Regions from separate parts of the Mus musculus genome. Here regions 2, 3 and 4 are each linked to region 1. Evidence: chromatin contacts called from public Hi-C and Micro-C data. All regions are on one chromosome and are shown on one strand. The core of a region is the stretch at or near the end of the contact, and the rest is flanking DNA. Distances in the headings are between cores, read along the strand shown. Region 1 overlaps Prkag2 (protein kinase, AMP-activated, gamma 2 non-catalytic subunit). Region 2 holds the start of Wdr86 (WD repeat domain 86). Region 3 holds the start of Abcf2 (ATP-binding cassette, sub-family F (GCN20), member 2). Region 4 holds the start of Gbx1 (gastrulation brain homeobox 1).

Region 1 (3,408 bases), core at 643-3,142:
ATTAGAAACGAAACACAGCAGTGCGAAAATGGTCACTGATATGGAGGCCGTGCTCTGCTCTCTCACACAAGACACTGGGTGGAGCCAGACAAGTATCCAGGCAGAGATCAGGAGGCCTTGGTAAGTATATCAGCTGGCTGGGCAAAGTCCTTTGGTGAAGGGACTAGCCAGGCAAACTCATCAGCTAGACTTGTAGAGGGGAAGACATTAGGCCCAAGTCTCCTCTTACACACTTCTGGGTTCTCTGAGCCTCCCCTCCCACCTTAGTTTATCTCTTAAAAAGTTCATCTTTGAGTGTGTGTGTGTATGTGTGACATGTCTGTGTGCATATGCATGTATGTGTGTCTATGTGACATGTGTGATGTATGTGTTGAGTGTATTACATGTGTATCTGAGTGTGAAAGTGATTTGTATGTGACATGTTTATGTGACATGTATGTATCTTTGACTTATGTGTGTACATGTATGTGAGAATGACTTGTGTATGATGTGTTATTGTGACGTGTATGTATCTGTGACACATGTGTGTGCATGTGTACATGTGTGCGTACATGCCTGTGTCTGTGTGTATACACACATATGGAGGCCAGAGGTAAACTTTAGATATCATTCTTCAGTTATTGTCCACCTCATCTTCTGAGATGGGTTCTTTTCATTGGCCTGGAGCTCCCACGTGGTGTTTCTGGTTGGCCATTGAGTCCCAGGGGTTCCCCATCTCCCCCCTCTGAGCTCTGAGATTGCAGTGCACCCTACATGTGGGTATCAAGCTCGAGTTCTCATGCATGCACAGCAAGCACTTCGTCAAGTTGGTTGTCTACTTAGCCCTAAAAAGTTCATCCTGTCATCTGAGATGAGCTGAGATGTCTTGTGCTACATTTAACCACTTGGGGCAGCCACTGCACCATCTAAGTCTTCACCACATTCAAGGAGCGATGCCTTTACTACTGGCCTCCTTTCCACCTTTGTTTTCTGGATCTTTTCTTACATCTAATTTCACTCACACAGTGTGGGGGTGTGTAAAATGAGAGAGCATAGCTGGGGTCCCGTTGTCCTGGGCCTGTCCCATCAGTTGCTTACATTTTTCCTGGCTTTTTGGTACTGTGGCCACTAGGGGGTGCTATAGCCTCACATGCTGAACCTTGAGCAGGCGCTGCTGTGAGAAAAAAGCAGGAACCGTCCCTGCACGTGTCTCGTCCTAGCAGAATCAGGAGGCCAAAAGGAAGGTTCACACCTCTGGCACTGGGCAGGCCACAGCAAACAAGCTGATCCCTGCCATCCTGGAGGCAAGCGGGACATACGTGGCCAAGGCATCACCATGCTGTGTCAAGTGCTGGGAAGAAAATCAGAAGGGTGACGGGGTGCTAGGTGTAGGGGAGTCAGGGGCAGCCTCTCTGATGGGAAGGAGTCAGAGAGGGCTCTGCTGGACAGCCCAAAGATGGCGTGCCAGGCAGGAGAATGCAGGGCATTTTTTTCCAGTCCTGAGGAAAAGAGCTAGCCAGCTAGCTACAGGTGAGGTCAGGAAGGTGGGGCCTCAATGGTGGAGCCCAGGGCTCTTTAAATGAATGGTTGGGAAAGCCAGAGGAAGGGTGTGCCCTTTGCATAAGCTTGTGTGGCTGCTGCTCAGACTACAGCTGGGACTGAGGGCCATCCGAGAGCCACTGAAACAGACCTGACATCAAGCCAATGGGCTCCAGCCTCCCTGGGGACGTCACTTCAGGCTTGTTTTCCTCTAGAAACTCTTGCTTAACTATGCTTGGCTTAAGCCGTCCTCCTGTGTGTGAGCTGAACTCTTACCACAAATCCCTCTGCAGTCTGTTGCCTCCTGACTGGCTTCTCTCGCTCCTCTCTTTGGAAACCACGCGCTGGGCTTGACTCTTCTCTCAGCTCTTCCCGTCTCACCCACTCTACCGCCACCATCCGGCCAGTCCCAGTTAGTGCATGGAGGGCCACCCACAGCAGAGCTCTAGCCTCAGGGCTGACAGTGGAAGGCACTGTAACCTGGAGGCCTGTTGCCTTCTGCGCTCTGTTGGGCTGAGACCAAGAACTCAGCTCCTCTTGTTCCTTTCCCTTCTCCTGCAGATCAGAATCGTCCTGACTGAGGTTTAGACTAAGATAGACTTTACAGCTAGCATGAAAACAAGTAGCAGCTGATGATGCATGGTGTGGCAGTGGCACTGGGACCTGAGATGGAAACATTGGGTCAGCTCCTCCAGCCCCACTGAGCAATACACAGAATCTTGTCTTAATAGCACACTGACGTTGCTGATGGAACTGCTTTGGGGCCTTATCTTTGTCCCACTAGGAAAAAAAAAAGGAATAAAAAAATCTCTGTCCTGGGTTCCACCTCTTCTGATTACACAAAGGCTGTTCCAGCCCTCAGATTAACACAGCCCTCAGCAAGACAGGTGGAAATCAAAAGATGGAGAACACACCCTGGCCCCTGGGCTATTTGCATCTGTGGGATACTTGAAAACCTGCGAACAAGTCATGCAAATGAAGCCAGCGGCTTCCCTGCTGCTCGTTTGAATTCTTAACTGCTGTTTGCAGTAAGAGATACATTGGAGAGCTTGGGGGGTGATTCAGTTCTGTGTGCTGGGAGTCTGAGTTCAAGTCCCAGAACCAAGGTAAAAAAAATCTAGGTGAGTGTGGTAGCAGCCTGGGAGGAGAGGAGGCTGGGAGGAGACCAGAGGACCTCTAGGACTTGCTGGCCAGCCAACCTCAACTAATTTAGTGAGAGACTGTCTCAAAAAGCAAGGTGGATGGAGCCTGAAGGACGGCTGAGATGATGGCCTCCAGATACCACAGTTACACCCCTGTACACACATTCCCTTCCCCATCCCTGCCCCTGCCCCCCTCTGCCTTGTGAACACACACACACACACACACACACACACACACACACACACGATGTTGTCATCCAGCATAGAACCCCCTTCTCATGACACGGGATTTCCTCTGGAATCTCTTCGTTGTCTCTGATTTTAGCATGCTTTATCAGATAAGACCGCTGATTTTTATGATCTGGGTGGAGAGAGTGATTGCAGTCTGGAAAATACAACCCCAGATGGTCAGAGACGTAGAGATGAGTTTGAAAGGCCTGCCAGTTGAGTCTGGCTAGGGTGTGGAGAGTGGGACTGGCAAGATGCACTCTGGCCAGAGATGGAGAAGTATCTTTCCTTGCTCAGTCTTGACCGAAGTCAGATGTACAGACCACCAAAGGAATGTCATTGCTGTGTGTGGTTACAGTGCTCCAGATCTTCCAGGAAGACTAAGTAGAGGGACTGGACATCCCCCCCACCCCCACCCGCTTGCTCTGAGTGTGGCTCTTTATCAGAGTGTGTGCCTTCACAGCCTTTGAAATTCAAATGAGCTTGCAGAGAAGTTTATTTAACTTAAGACTTCAGCCCC
Region 2 (3,658 bases), core at 1,094-3,593, 280 kb after region 1:
GAGGCCCACCAGTCCATTCTAGGATGGTCTAGAGCACTGACCCCTTTTTGCCAGGAGCAGTGACCTCTTCCCCTTCCTCTGTCATTTCCCATGAGCCAGTTCTTTCAGACTAGCCAGGTAAGGTCAGCGGCAGCCAGTGGGGGAAAGGAGACTCTAGCAGTGTTAGACTAGAAACCAACTGTACTTCCTGTCTTTTTTTGTTTTGGTTTTTTGGTTTTTTTGGAGACAGGGTTTCTCTGTGTAGCCCTGGCTGTCCTGGAACTCACTCTGTAGACCAGGCTGGCCTCCAACTCAGAAATCCTCCTGCCTCTGCCTCCCAAGTGCTGGAATTAAAGGCGTGCACCACCACCACCACCCGGCTGTACTTCCTGTCTTGATGTGCAAGCTCTTCCTAAGCACACTCTCTGAGAAAAGTCTGACTTGTCTGGACTCTCTGGTTGGAATGGTGGTCTTTTTCTTTGTCACCTTGAACTTGTTTCTAACATCCAAAGATGTGCCCGACTATGAGGATTCGATAATGATAAGAACTCTTCATCTTGGATGGAGGCAGTTGACTATAATCTGTGGGCTCTGGGATTGGTGGCTAAGGGGCTGAGGACGCACAGGTGGTTTTCTGGGGAGTAGAGGGCAAACCACAAGTGTAGATGTCCCATTGTGCTCATACTATTGGTTTACAAACAATTACACTAGACTTCTGCCAGGGACCTAGCAACAGTCAAGTCATCATCAGCGGGTGGCCTGGCAGCTTGTAAGAGACTCTTACCTCTACTCCCTCACCCCGCTCTTTCTCTCTTCCCATGTGTTCCCTGCTGGCCTCTCTTTCTGTCCTTTGTCTCCACTTCTCTGCCTTGTGGCTCTGTCTGCCTCTACCCCTCCTCCAGGTCCTAGCTCCCCTCGCCTCCTCCTAAATAAACCTCTCTTATACCATGTCTGTCTCGTAGTGTGTTTTCTCAGGGGTACACTTTGGTATGAGACTGCCAGGGACCCCCTACTCCTGCCGCTGCATTATATTCATAACACATACCACGTGACCCCTTGGAAATGTAGCTGCCCTACCTGACCCACTGCTGGCCAAGCTCTTCGAGGCTGTGAATGTGTTCATGCCACCTAGTCCTGGCTGTTCCCTAAAATCTTTTACAAGTCTTCCTCCTGAGAATGCAGGTCCCTGCATCCTCTGGCTCCTCTCTAGGTGAGCAGTCTCAGTTTCCTTATCCCACACCTCAGCATGCAGGACGCTTGCTCTAGGGTGCCCACTGCTCACACACTCCTACTCCCGCTGAGCTCTCCTGTGCAGCCAGCTACCCACCAGTCTTCGCACCGGGATGATGCAAATGCCTTCTAAAGGTCAGCGTACCAGATGAACTCAGGATGGGCCCTTAGTGGGCACTCTGGCTCCTGAGTCCTCTACCCTTCCTGTACTCACCAGCTCCACATTCCAGATCCCATCAAAACACTCCTTAACACCCTCAGCTGGCTCCTCAGTGTCTCCTAAGCTGATTGAGAGTTTGGAGAAAGAAAAAAGCCCATGTATTTGGTTGCGCCACTGCCACTCGGGGAATGAAGCCGGCTGTGCCGCGGGACCCATTCTGGGGTTTTCTTGGAATTGAATGGGGTCATCCAGAGTGATTAAGGCAGGTCATCACATCACCCCGAGGGCCGCCTCCTCTAAACCATCTCTTTCCAGCCTTTCTTTCTGGACTCCAAAAAGAGCCCTGGAGGGTTCGAGAAACTCTGCGATCTTTAGGACCTGGAGGATCAGAGTTGGGGGTCACCCTCCCCGCCCCCAGCAAAGTCAGCACCCGGAACTGCTCTAATAGGAACCAGCCGACTGAGCTCCGGGAGGGCTGCGGGCTGGGTATAGGATTCCTGCAGAGCTCAGTGGGACCTCAAAGGCGCGCGCCCAGCTGGGGGTGGGGTGGTGATGGGTGGAAGGGCGAACCTGACCTCTGGTCTTACCTCCAACCCCCAACGGCCAGGATCCAGCCTGGCCCAAGTAGAATTTGGGGTGTGCTTGTTATTTCCCAGAAAGGGCGTACTCGGGGTTCCGCAGCTTCTGCCCTTCATCGGGGGTCTCCTAAGACTCCAGACTCTTCGGTCCACCTCCTTCTTGCCTTGGGCTCTGGGGACAAGGTCAGCGAGAGTGACAGGGAACAGAATCCAGCCTAGGCAGTTGGAAGGGTCGTACATGAAGCACGTGGAAACGGTCCCCAACGAGGGACCCGGATAGCTTCTAAGTTCTGTTCCCGGAGGACGACCAGGGAGTCTTGGGGTGGGGGTTGGCGCGCGGCCCGAAAAGTGGGAGGGGACAGGTTGGGGGGTGGTCTCTGAGGAGGAGCCAGGCTGGATTGTATTGTTCCGCGCTCCGCTTCTCGGGTTCTTCTACCGGCTTCAGACCTGGTGGGCTCCTCTGCGCAGAAGCGCCCACCCCTCCTGAGCCCCGAGAAGGTTCTGAGTAGGGGAGGTCTCACCTGGGTCCTTGCATCGGAGCTGAGAGAGCGGAGGACACCGGTGGAGAGTCATAATCCTTGTTCCCCGCCGCACCTCGAGCCTTTGCAGGAACGAGGCGCTCTCCCACCCCCCACGATGGCCATTGCCTGGCCGAGCCCGGCCAGGACCACGAGCGGACGCTGGAGCGCCGCTCTCTAGCCGGGCTCAGCGCCTCTTTACCCCAGGCCAGCGATGGGGAGCAGCGGGTCGGCTCTGAGGGTCTGTGCGGACCACCGCGGGGGCATCAACTGGCTGAGCCTGAGCCCCGACGGGCAGCGCCTGCTGACGGGCAGCGAGGACGGCACAGCCCGCCTCTGGAGCACCGTGGACGGCCAGTGCTGCGCGCTCCTTCAAGGTAGATGGGCGCGCGTGCTCGCGACCTTTCCCGCCTCTTCACGCTCACCTGCACCGCACCCAGACCTCACTCTTCCGGGCCCCGCAGCCCCCTTCTGGAAGAGTAGGGCTCTAGCTCCTGCTCATCCAGGAGCTCCCCCAGCCCTTGAGCTCTTGGCGGGAAGCCGTGAGGAGCCCGAGTGTGTGGGTCGCACCAAAGCGCGCACCCCAATGAAAGATCCTTTTGTCAACCAGTCCCATGAAATCCTTACACGGAACCGGTGTTACCATGTTAGGGACTTGCCCAGGGCTGAAGGGCACCCTTGAGACTTGAACCCCCACTCCTCCCCACCCCCAAGCTCCTTGTTGGCCTCATTTCAAGTATGGCCAGAAGAAAGAGGATTGGTTCAAACTTCTGGGGAATAGGGAAGTCTATCTTGCATATTTGAAATGAAACGAGAACTATCATGCACGGAAATGCATAATGTGTCTTTCGTATCCACCTGTTGATTCATATTCTGTTCACTCTGGCCAGCCTTGTCTTGGGTGCTCCCACCCTGCATTATGGGGTGCCCCTGGCCGGCTGCTGGCCTTTGCAGTCGCACATGCGGACTAGAGGAGGCATGCCAAGGTTTTTGCACAGGTACCGCTCCTTATCTTCAGCTTTTCCTCCCTGATCAGCAAATGCTGGGTGGCCTGGCCCAAGCCCTTCCAGTGAAACAGTTACCTTCAAAACTGCTTCATTCCTACGCTATCAGTTTGAAGTGAAAACAGTATAAGGTAGTTCATGGCTCCAAAGGGAGGAACATTGAATTGACAGGTATTTGGGAGCTGGTGT
Region 3 (3,261 bases), core at 495-2,994, 430 kb after region 1:
TAAAGTTCCTTGCTACTTTGTAATCTGTGTATGCTCATGTCAATTGTGTGAAATATCAATAGAACTACTCAACTGGTGGAGGTTATTCTAGGAACATGGTCAGTGGTATTTAAATGGCTTAACTCTGAACTCTAAATTCTAGCAGAGGAGAACTGCTTCTACTGTTGGGGGAGAGAGGTGAGATTAGTGTTTTGTGTCTTACAGGGATCTTATTCAGACTCCCTTAGGCTTTCCAGTCATTGCCATCTCTGTTGAATAAATTCCAATGAGGCACTGAGTAATGAAGACAGAGTTTACCATAGAGTAAAATGAGGACACCCTCAAAGGCAGAGGTGGACAATGGACCAAGAAAATGTTTCTCATTGGTGGGAATGGACAATGGTCACATGGGTTTTATACTAGTGCTTCGTTTCTGAAACAGACAACTTCCTTAGCAGCCGCAGTTTCCTGTTTAGGCGATTGGCAGGCCCATTTGGATTTCCTTTTTCTTTTCTTTTTTCTTTTTTTTTTTTTTTAAAGCTGTGTGTGTGTGTGTGTGTTACAAAGCCTCCTTTTACCTTCCTCCCTTTTCTTTCATTTATTTATCTATGTGTATGAGTACACTGTAGCTGTCTTCAGACACACCAGAAGAGGGCATCAGATCTCATTACAGATGGTTGTGAGCCACCATGTGGTTGCTGGGAATTGAACTCAGGATCTCTAGTAGAGCAGTCAGTGCTCTTAACTGCTGAGCCATCTCTTTAGCCCGTTTTCATCTTAAAATTAGTGTGCTGCCAAAGACACAGGGGGCAGGCTCTGAAGCTACTTGTGATGTCCACCCTCAATGATCTTCACGCCTAATTTCTATTTAGCTTGGCAACATGGTGACCTTAGAGGAAAAGGGGGTCACTTTCTGAGAATGCACTCAGGGGCACTAAGTTTGCTTCCTTCTGTGTCATCAGTGATGACACACCAGTGGACAGGACCCTGGACAGGTAGCAAGCAAGGGTCGTAGAGTTGTTTTGTGTATGAGGCTACAGATCTAGTTTATAATGTTCCTAACACTAAGTCTGCTTTAGATTTTAGACAGTGAGACTCAAAGGAAATGAAACAAGTCACAACTAAGTGTCCATAGAGCTAAACTCAGCAAAGTGGTCCTATACTTTAGATTTTTCCACCACATTCGCATGGCTCTGGTGGAACCCAGAAACTCTTGACTAAGATACCAAGGTTCAGCACAGCGTCTGGCACTTTCAAAAAGTTTCGTTAGCGATGGACGAGGCTCTCAATTTCGGTTCCATGAGACGAGGATGCCTTTCTCGAACAGAGTTCTGTTGGCGTGGTCTACAAAGGGTTACCTCACTTTCAGAGCCACCTGCCCAGCAGCAACTCGCTCTTCTTTCCCCTCCACCTTCTAACTCTCTTCTCTCATTGTTTGGTCTCGCACTCTTAGGACGCTGGCCGGGAAGCTTAGTCGCACTTCCTGCTGGTTAAACCAGTAGAGCAGCCTGGTAAATTTATCTGCTAGGGGTGGGGTATCCTTTGGGAGACCAGCCCACCTCTCCGAGGAGCAATCTGGGATTTGCAGTTTTCAGTTCTTCAAACCGGCTTGGTAGGACGGGCCTCTTGGACTCTAATCCTCCCCCAACCAGAATCATCGCGCGTTCTGATGCCGTCACTAGAACGGCGCAACACCTGGGAATCGTGGTAGTTCCGGAGGAGAGTCCCGCCCTAAGTTCTTACGATTTGAGAACTACATTTTCCAGAAGCCCTCGCGGCAGCGCGCCAAGGGCCGCCCGGGGCCGTGATTGGTTGGGGAGCCGGCCGCACGCGGAGGAGCTCAAGGAGCAGCTCTGTTGCGACAGAGGCCGAGCGGCGAGGCCCCGTGAGTTGAGGGGGAAGGGGCGCCGGAGGGGAGGAGAGTGTGGACCCGTGAGCAGGAAGCGGGAGGAGAAGCGGAAGGGAGCTCAGGGTCGGAATGGAAAGGGCCGAAAGGGAAAAGAACTGGCCCAGGCAGAGACGCCGGCGAGCGGGGTGTGGGGGAGGTTAGGGGCAGCGAGCGCAGAGACCCTTAGGGACCCGCTGGGGAGGACTCGTGGTTCCGGGAGAGAAACCGCGCCGCAGTCGGTGGGGTGGATGAGAGGGACGGAAGGGAGGTCCGGGACGAACTCCTGGCGAAGAACCGAAAAGGAGGCGGCTGGCAGAGGTGCGCGAGCGCCAAGTTCGGAAACTGGAGACGAGGGGCAGAGCGGTCCCTCACTAAGGCCCTGGGGGAAGAGCGCATCCGAGTGAAGCCGGCGGTGGGGATTGGCGCGCGAACCCCAAGGGAGGAGATGAGGCTGGAGGAGCGGTCGAGAGAGTGTGAGAAGCCCGGACAAAGTTGGCGGGGACAAGAGTTGGGCACCACAGGCTTGATAGGAAAATTCCAAGGAGGGATGGGATAGCACTCAGACATTCTTACCTGTAAGTTTAGAATTTTGGAGTATCTGTTTGCTTTTCTTCAGACTCCTGAAAGGACTGTAACTACCCCTGTGGCTCATCACCATGCCTTCCGACCTGGCCAAGAAGAAGGCAGCCAAAAAGAAGGAGGCTGCCAAAGCCCGACAGCGACCCAGAAAGGGACATGAAGAAAATGGAGATGCTGTCACAGAACCTCAGGTGGCAGAAGAGAAAATCGAGGAGGCCAATGGCAGAGAGACCACAGGAGATGGAGGTAGGTTGGGTGAGTTTCCTGAGCTGGTTTTCGAAGCCAAGATCAGAATCTGGATGCAGATGCATAGGCCTTTAATTCCAGCATTTGGGAGGCTAAGGTAAAAAGATGAAGGTTTGAGGCCAGGCTGTCCTCACATCCCCATCTTTTTAAACAGAGTAAAGCACCCACAGACACATGTCTTTATATGCCATGAAACTTTTTGGTGACACCCACACCCATAGAGTTAAAACTTGTTACTGATGAAGGAAACTGAATTCAAGTGGCAAACACAGATGGGAGTTTTTGATCTACCTTGGTTGGTGCTGCAGTAGACAATAAAAGGGAAGGCAACTTGTACTATTTCCTGTTTTTCTTCCTACCTATGGTGGTGAGTATACAGGCTCTACCATATGGTGCTGTCTTTTCTGGGGGGGGAGGCAGATGTTTGGAGATAGAAGGGTTTCTCTGTGTAACCCTGGCTGTCCTGGAACTCTGTAGACTAGACTTGCTTGAAATCATAGAGAGATCCACCTGCCCCTGCCTCCTAGCTGCCGGGATTAAAGGTGTGAGCCACCATCCCTGGCTCATAT
Region 4 (3,701 bases), core at 503-3,002, 480 kb after region 1:
GTTTTCTCTAAGGCGGCATCTCCCCAGCCTGTCTCTGTGTTCATTGGGAGAATGTAGAGTCCAAAGCATATCAGGACTGTGCAGCCTTGACACCATCTTCTTTTCACTTCTCTGATGAATTCAGAAAGCAAGACCTCCCTCCTCTCCTCCCATTCAGAGGGTCTCACTGTGTACCCCAGGGTGGCCTGGTCCCAGGTTCAGACTGGCCTAGAACTCCCTAGGTAGCTGAAGATGACCTTAAATTTCTGATCTTCCTGCTTCTGAATATCAGCAAGAGTTACCACAAAACCAGTTCAAGCCTTATCTTACTTAATCCTGCCTTAGTGCTACCCTGCTGACATCACTGTGACAATAGCTCTGCTCATTAGCTAATAAAATACTTCTGCTTGGGACAAATGTCAGAGACCCAGCAGTCCCTTCAGCCCAGCTCTGTCCTCTTTGGGAGCTCAGTAGGTTTTCCTCTATATCTAAATAGGACCACTCGCACGCCTAAACTACATCCTGTTGAATTTGTCTGGCTTTGCTATTGCTCCTTTAGACTGTGAGGCTCTTCCTGACCGCACCTGAATAGTTCCCTAGTCCAAAGGCTGCACTTTTGCTGGACAGGCTTGCTCTCCATTTGCAACTTTGAGCCTCTCTTCTTGCTTGTCTTGTTCTCACTCTCTGACCTGAGGTGCTTATGCAGCCAAAAGCCAATGACTTTTGCCTCTAGAACGACAAGTCTGTTGCTGGGAATCAGAGGAGGGGGACAGTCAAGGCGGAATGGGGGAGGTGAGCAGAGTCATCTGCAATTAGCAGATAATTAGCGCTGCTGACCCTTGGGGCTCATCAGCGCTCCTAGGGCCAGCCCCCAGCAATCAGCCAGGGCAGGTCGAGAGTGTCAGGCCCGAGAATGAATAGGGCTCATCAGACGCGCTGGAGCCAGGGAGCCAATCAGGGAAATTAATGGGGAGAGAGAGAGAGAGAGAGAGAGAGAGAGAGAGAGAGAGAGAGAGAGAGAGAGAGAGAGAGAGAGAGAGAGAGAGAGCAGGGAATGAGAAAATAGACTGGGATAGAGAATCAAAAAGAGAGGAATAGGAATTTTAAAGGCGGCTAAAAGAGAGGAAAGTGAGAGGAAGAAAAAGAATGGAAAGGGTGGGAGAGAGGTGGATGGGGAAAGGTGAAGGAGGGGGAAGGGTAAGTACTTGGCCCTGTGTGGGCACCCAGGAATTCCCGCATAAGCGAGAAGTTGGAGATGGAGGAGAAATGAGGGAGAGGGAGCGAGAGCCAGAGCTTAGAGAACCGAGTCCCAGGCAGAGAGTGCGAAGGCACTGGGAAGACAGTAGGAAAGCGGTCGCCCACGAGTGGCCCCGGGCGCGCACGGGGCCCTGGGCGGAGAGCGCGCCCCCTGCTGCCCCGCGCCGCATCGGGGCTCCTAGGGATCGCCACTCGGTGCGCCCCGAGTCGCTCCTGGCGTCCTGCGCACCCCCGCCCCGCCCTGCCGCGCTCCTCTCGCCCTTCGAGCCGCGCCGAGCCCGGGCCGCGTGGGCTGAGCCGGGAGCACGTCCGGGCGCGGGGAGAGGACCTAGCCAGCTGCCGCCGCCGCCTCCTCGCCCGCCGCAAACTTTCACAAAGCCGCGGGTCCGGCCTCATCAATCTGCATTAATAATAGTTGGTTGGGCCGCGGGGGGCGGGCGGGGTCCCGGGCCGGCCGGGCCACTGAAAAGGCGCGGGGCGCGGGGCGCGGGAGCCGGGAGCGGCGGCGGGCGGAGGGAGCAAGTGAAGCGTAATTTGAGGAAGATGGATGAGTCCGGAGGGCGACACCCCCAACCCGCCCGCCCGCCCCCTCCCTCCTTATGAGCGAGAGAGCGCGGCGCCGGAGCCACACTGCGCCGAGCCCGCGCCCCGCCGCCACCTCGGCCCGCGCGCCCGCAGCGAGCCCTGCGTGTCCGCGCGGGGCGCACGGCGGGGCCCGGGCAGCGCCATGCAGAGAGCGGCAGGCGGCGGCGCCCCCGGGGGCAGCGGCGGGAGCAGCGGCGGCCCCGGCGCCGCCTTCTCCATCGACTCGCTCATCGGGCCGCCGCCGCCGCGCTCGGGCCACCTGCTCTACACCGGCTACCCCATGTTCATGCCCTACCGGCCGCTCGTGTTGCCGCAGGCGCTGGCCCCCGCGCCGCTGCCCGCCGGCCTGCCGCCGCTCGCCCCGCTCGCCTCGTTCGCCGGCCGCCTGAGCAATACCTTCTGCGCGGGGCTGGGCCAGGCGGTGCCCTCGATGGTGGCGCTGACCACTGCGCTGCCCAGCTTCGCAGAGCCCCCGGACGCCTACTACGGGCCCCCGGAGCTCGCCGCCGCCGCCGCCTCCACCGCCTCGCGAAGCAACCCGGAGCCCGCGGCCCGGCGCACTGACGGAGCGCTGGACGCTGAGGAGCTGCTGCCCGCGCGCGAGAAAGTGACTGAACCTCCGCCGCCCCCGCCTCCGCACTTCTCTGAGACTTTCCCGAGTCTACCGGGTAAGTGCTGGGACCGACACGGGTTTGACCGTCAGGAAGTCCCAGATCCGAGACCGGTCCAAAACTCCCGCCATCTGCTTGGAGCCCTGGAGTGCCGGACTCCAGATCGTACGCGGTGTTCAGTAGTGGACATCTCCAGGTCCCAAAGCCCTGCTCTTGCCCCGGAGCGCCTGAAGTCTCACCGGCAGTACGTTTCTCAAGGCATTATAGTCCACAAACCTCGCCCCATCTCTTTTTCAGAATCCCTTCGTTTTTTCTCCTCTCAAAGGTTGTATTCTTGAGGGCCTCAGCAGGACCCTAGGGTGACAGCATGTTAGGGTAACTGTCAGCTTAGTATGTGGGGACACGGTCTGAATCGACCCCTCAACACTCAACGATGGGAATGGGCTTTCTGGATGCAGGGCCTGGTGAGCCTGTGGCTTCCTTCACCTTAGCAGAGGTCGCTCTCAAAACTGGAGAACCAGGGAGGGTGCTGGACCAGGGCTGGCCAGGACTGGAAATGCTAAAGGCTGGCAGAACTGGGTGTGGCATAAAGACTTGGGAGTTGAGAATCCTGCTAAGATTCAGCTGAGCCATCATTTAAGAGCCCTGAGCTCTCCCCGGGAGGATGCCTTCTCCACAGAAACAGGGTGTAGTAAACGAACCCAATCAGACTCCATTCCCTTGAAGCCCTCTTGTCCTGACCTCAGTATCTACTCTAGAGCGGTTTCCTAGCCTGGAAGAGCCAGGTGTGCCGAGATCAAGGTTTCTGCAATCTGGTGAGTTCTAATTAAGAAAGCTAGCCCGTGCAAGGGTAGAGGGCTGGAACTTCCTTCACACTAAGACGAGCCCATTTCTGCTTCTCAGTCCATGGCACTTAGGTTGGGATGGGAAGGACCAGAAGGATTTGGAGGCTGACTATAGCAGAGGCAAGAAGAGGGTCCAAGAATCATTGGCTAGGACGGGCCATTCCTGATGTCCCTGCTGTGAAACTGCCCTCAGCGCTGCTCACTCTCAGATGCCAGCGGCTGTCAAGAAGCCTGCCTTCTATTTTTTTTTTTTTTTCTAATTTGGTTCTGGACGTTTTGGCTGTGGGGATTCTTCTGCTAATTCCTTTTCCAAACTGGTTGGCCCAAGAGAATCGGAAGTCAGAGCAGCATCTCCTTAGCAGACTAGAGCTCCCAGAGTTAGGAGACAGGATCTTCAGACCAGAGGGCAGGGCAGAGCTTGGAG

The links. A called contact is a pair of places that touch in the nucleus more often than the background predicts.
Region 2: a contact with region 1 is called in a Hi-C map of embryonic stem cells, with 3 times the contacts expected there. The contact joins the promoter of Wdr86 here to the enhancer-like site in region 1. A contact is called at or near these places in 2 of 39 promoter capture datasets (neural stem cells and pre-B cells), 2 of 15 datasets of contacts at CTCF or cohesin (embryonic stem cells and large pre-B cells), 11 of 484 Hi-C or Micro-C datasets (cardiomyocytes, cerebral cortex, embryonic fibroblasts and 4 more) and 9 of 115 datasets of contacts at active chromatin or transcription factors (embryonic basal ganglia, embryonic limb bud, embryonic stem cells and 2 more).
Region 3: a Hi-C map of reprogramming fibroblasts shows a contact between it and region 1, with 9 times the contacts expected there. The contact joins the promoter of Abcf2 here to the enhancer-like site in region 1. A contact is called at or near these places in 3 of 39 promoter capture datasets (the C10 cell line, embryonic stem cells and pre-B cells), 1 of 484 Hi-C or Micro-C datasets (reprogramming fibroblasts), 1 of 115 datasets of contacts at active chromatin or transcription factors (memory CD8 T cells) and 1 of 9 other capture datasets (liver).
Region 4: a contact with region 1 is called in a Micro-C map of embryonic stem cells, with 4 times the contacts expected there. The contact joins the promoter of Gbx1 here to the enhancer-like site in region 1. A contact is called at or near these places in 2 of 39 promoter capture datasets (pre-B cells and stem cell-derived epiblast-like cells), 1 of 15 datasets of contacts at CTCF or cohesin (embryonic stem cells), 5 of 484 Hi-C or Micro-C datasets (all in embryonic stem cells) and 2 of 115 datasets of contacts at active chromatin or transcription factors (both in embryonic stem cells).

What each region holds. Positions count from the first base shown.
Region 1 is chr5:25,009,040-25,012,447 of GRCm38.p6, reverse strand. The region is part of intron 3 of Prkag2 (protein kinase, AMP-activated, gamma 2 non-catalytic subunit); the gene reads left to right. Among named protein-coding and RNA genes, the nearest start is that of 1500035N22Rik, 25 kb to the right of the region's middle. Within about 2 kb of position 1,892, at least 106 of the 459 cell types and tissues checked have an H3K27ac peak or open chromatin away from gene starts, as enhancers often do. A contact at or near this core is called in cerebral cortex, embryonic stem cells, neural stem cells and 2 more, where this site is marked.
Region 2 is chr5:24,729,365-24,733,022 of GRCm38.p6, reverse strand. Wdr86 (WD repeat domain 86) reads left to right here and starts at 2,343. Exons shown (of 6, transcript NM_001081441.1): 1 at 2,343-2,842. The coding sequence starts at 2,680. Gm42231 (a long non-coding RNA gene) reads right to left here and starts at 2,033. Exons shown (of 2, transcript XR_880885.3): 1 at 1,957-2,033. RefSeq lists an enhancer at 1,180-2,469.
Region 3 is chr5:24,575,950-24,579,210 of GRCm38.p6, reverse strand. Abcf2 (ATP-binding cassette, sub-family F (GCN20), member 2) reads left to right here and starts at 1,744. Exons shown (of 14, transcript NM_013853.2): 1 at 1,744-1,864; 2 at 2,484-2,692. The coding sequence starts at 2,524.
Region 4 is chr5:24,524,899-24,528,599 of GRCm38.p6, reverse strand. It overlaps Gbx1 (gastrulation brain homeobox 1), which reads left to right and starts at 1,752. Exons shown (of 2, transcript NM_015739.2): 1 at 1,752-2,489. The coding sequence starts at 1,784.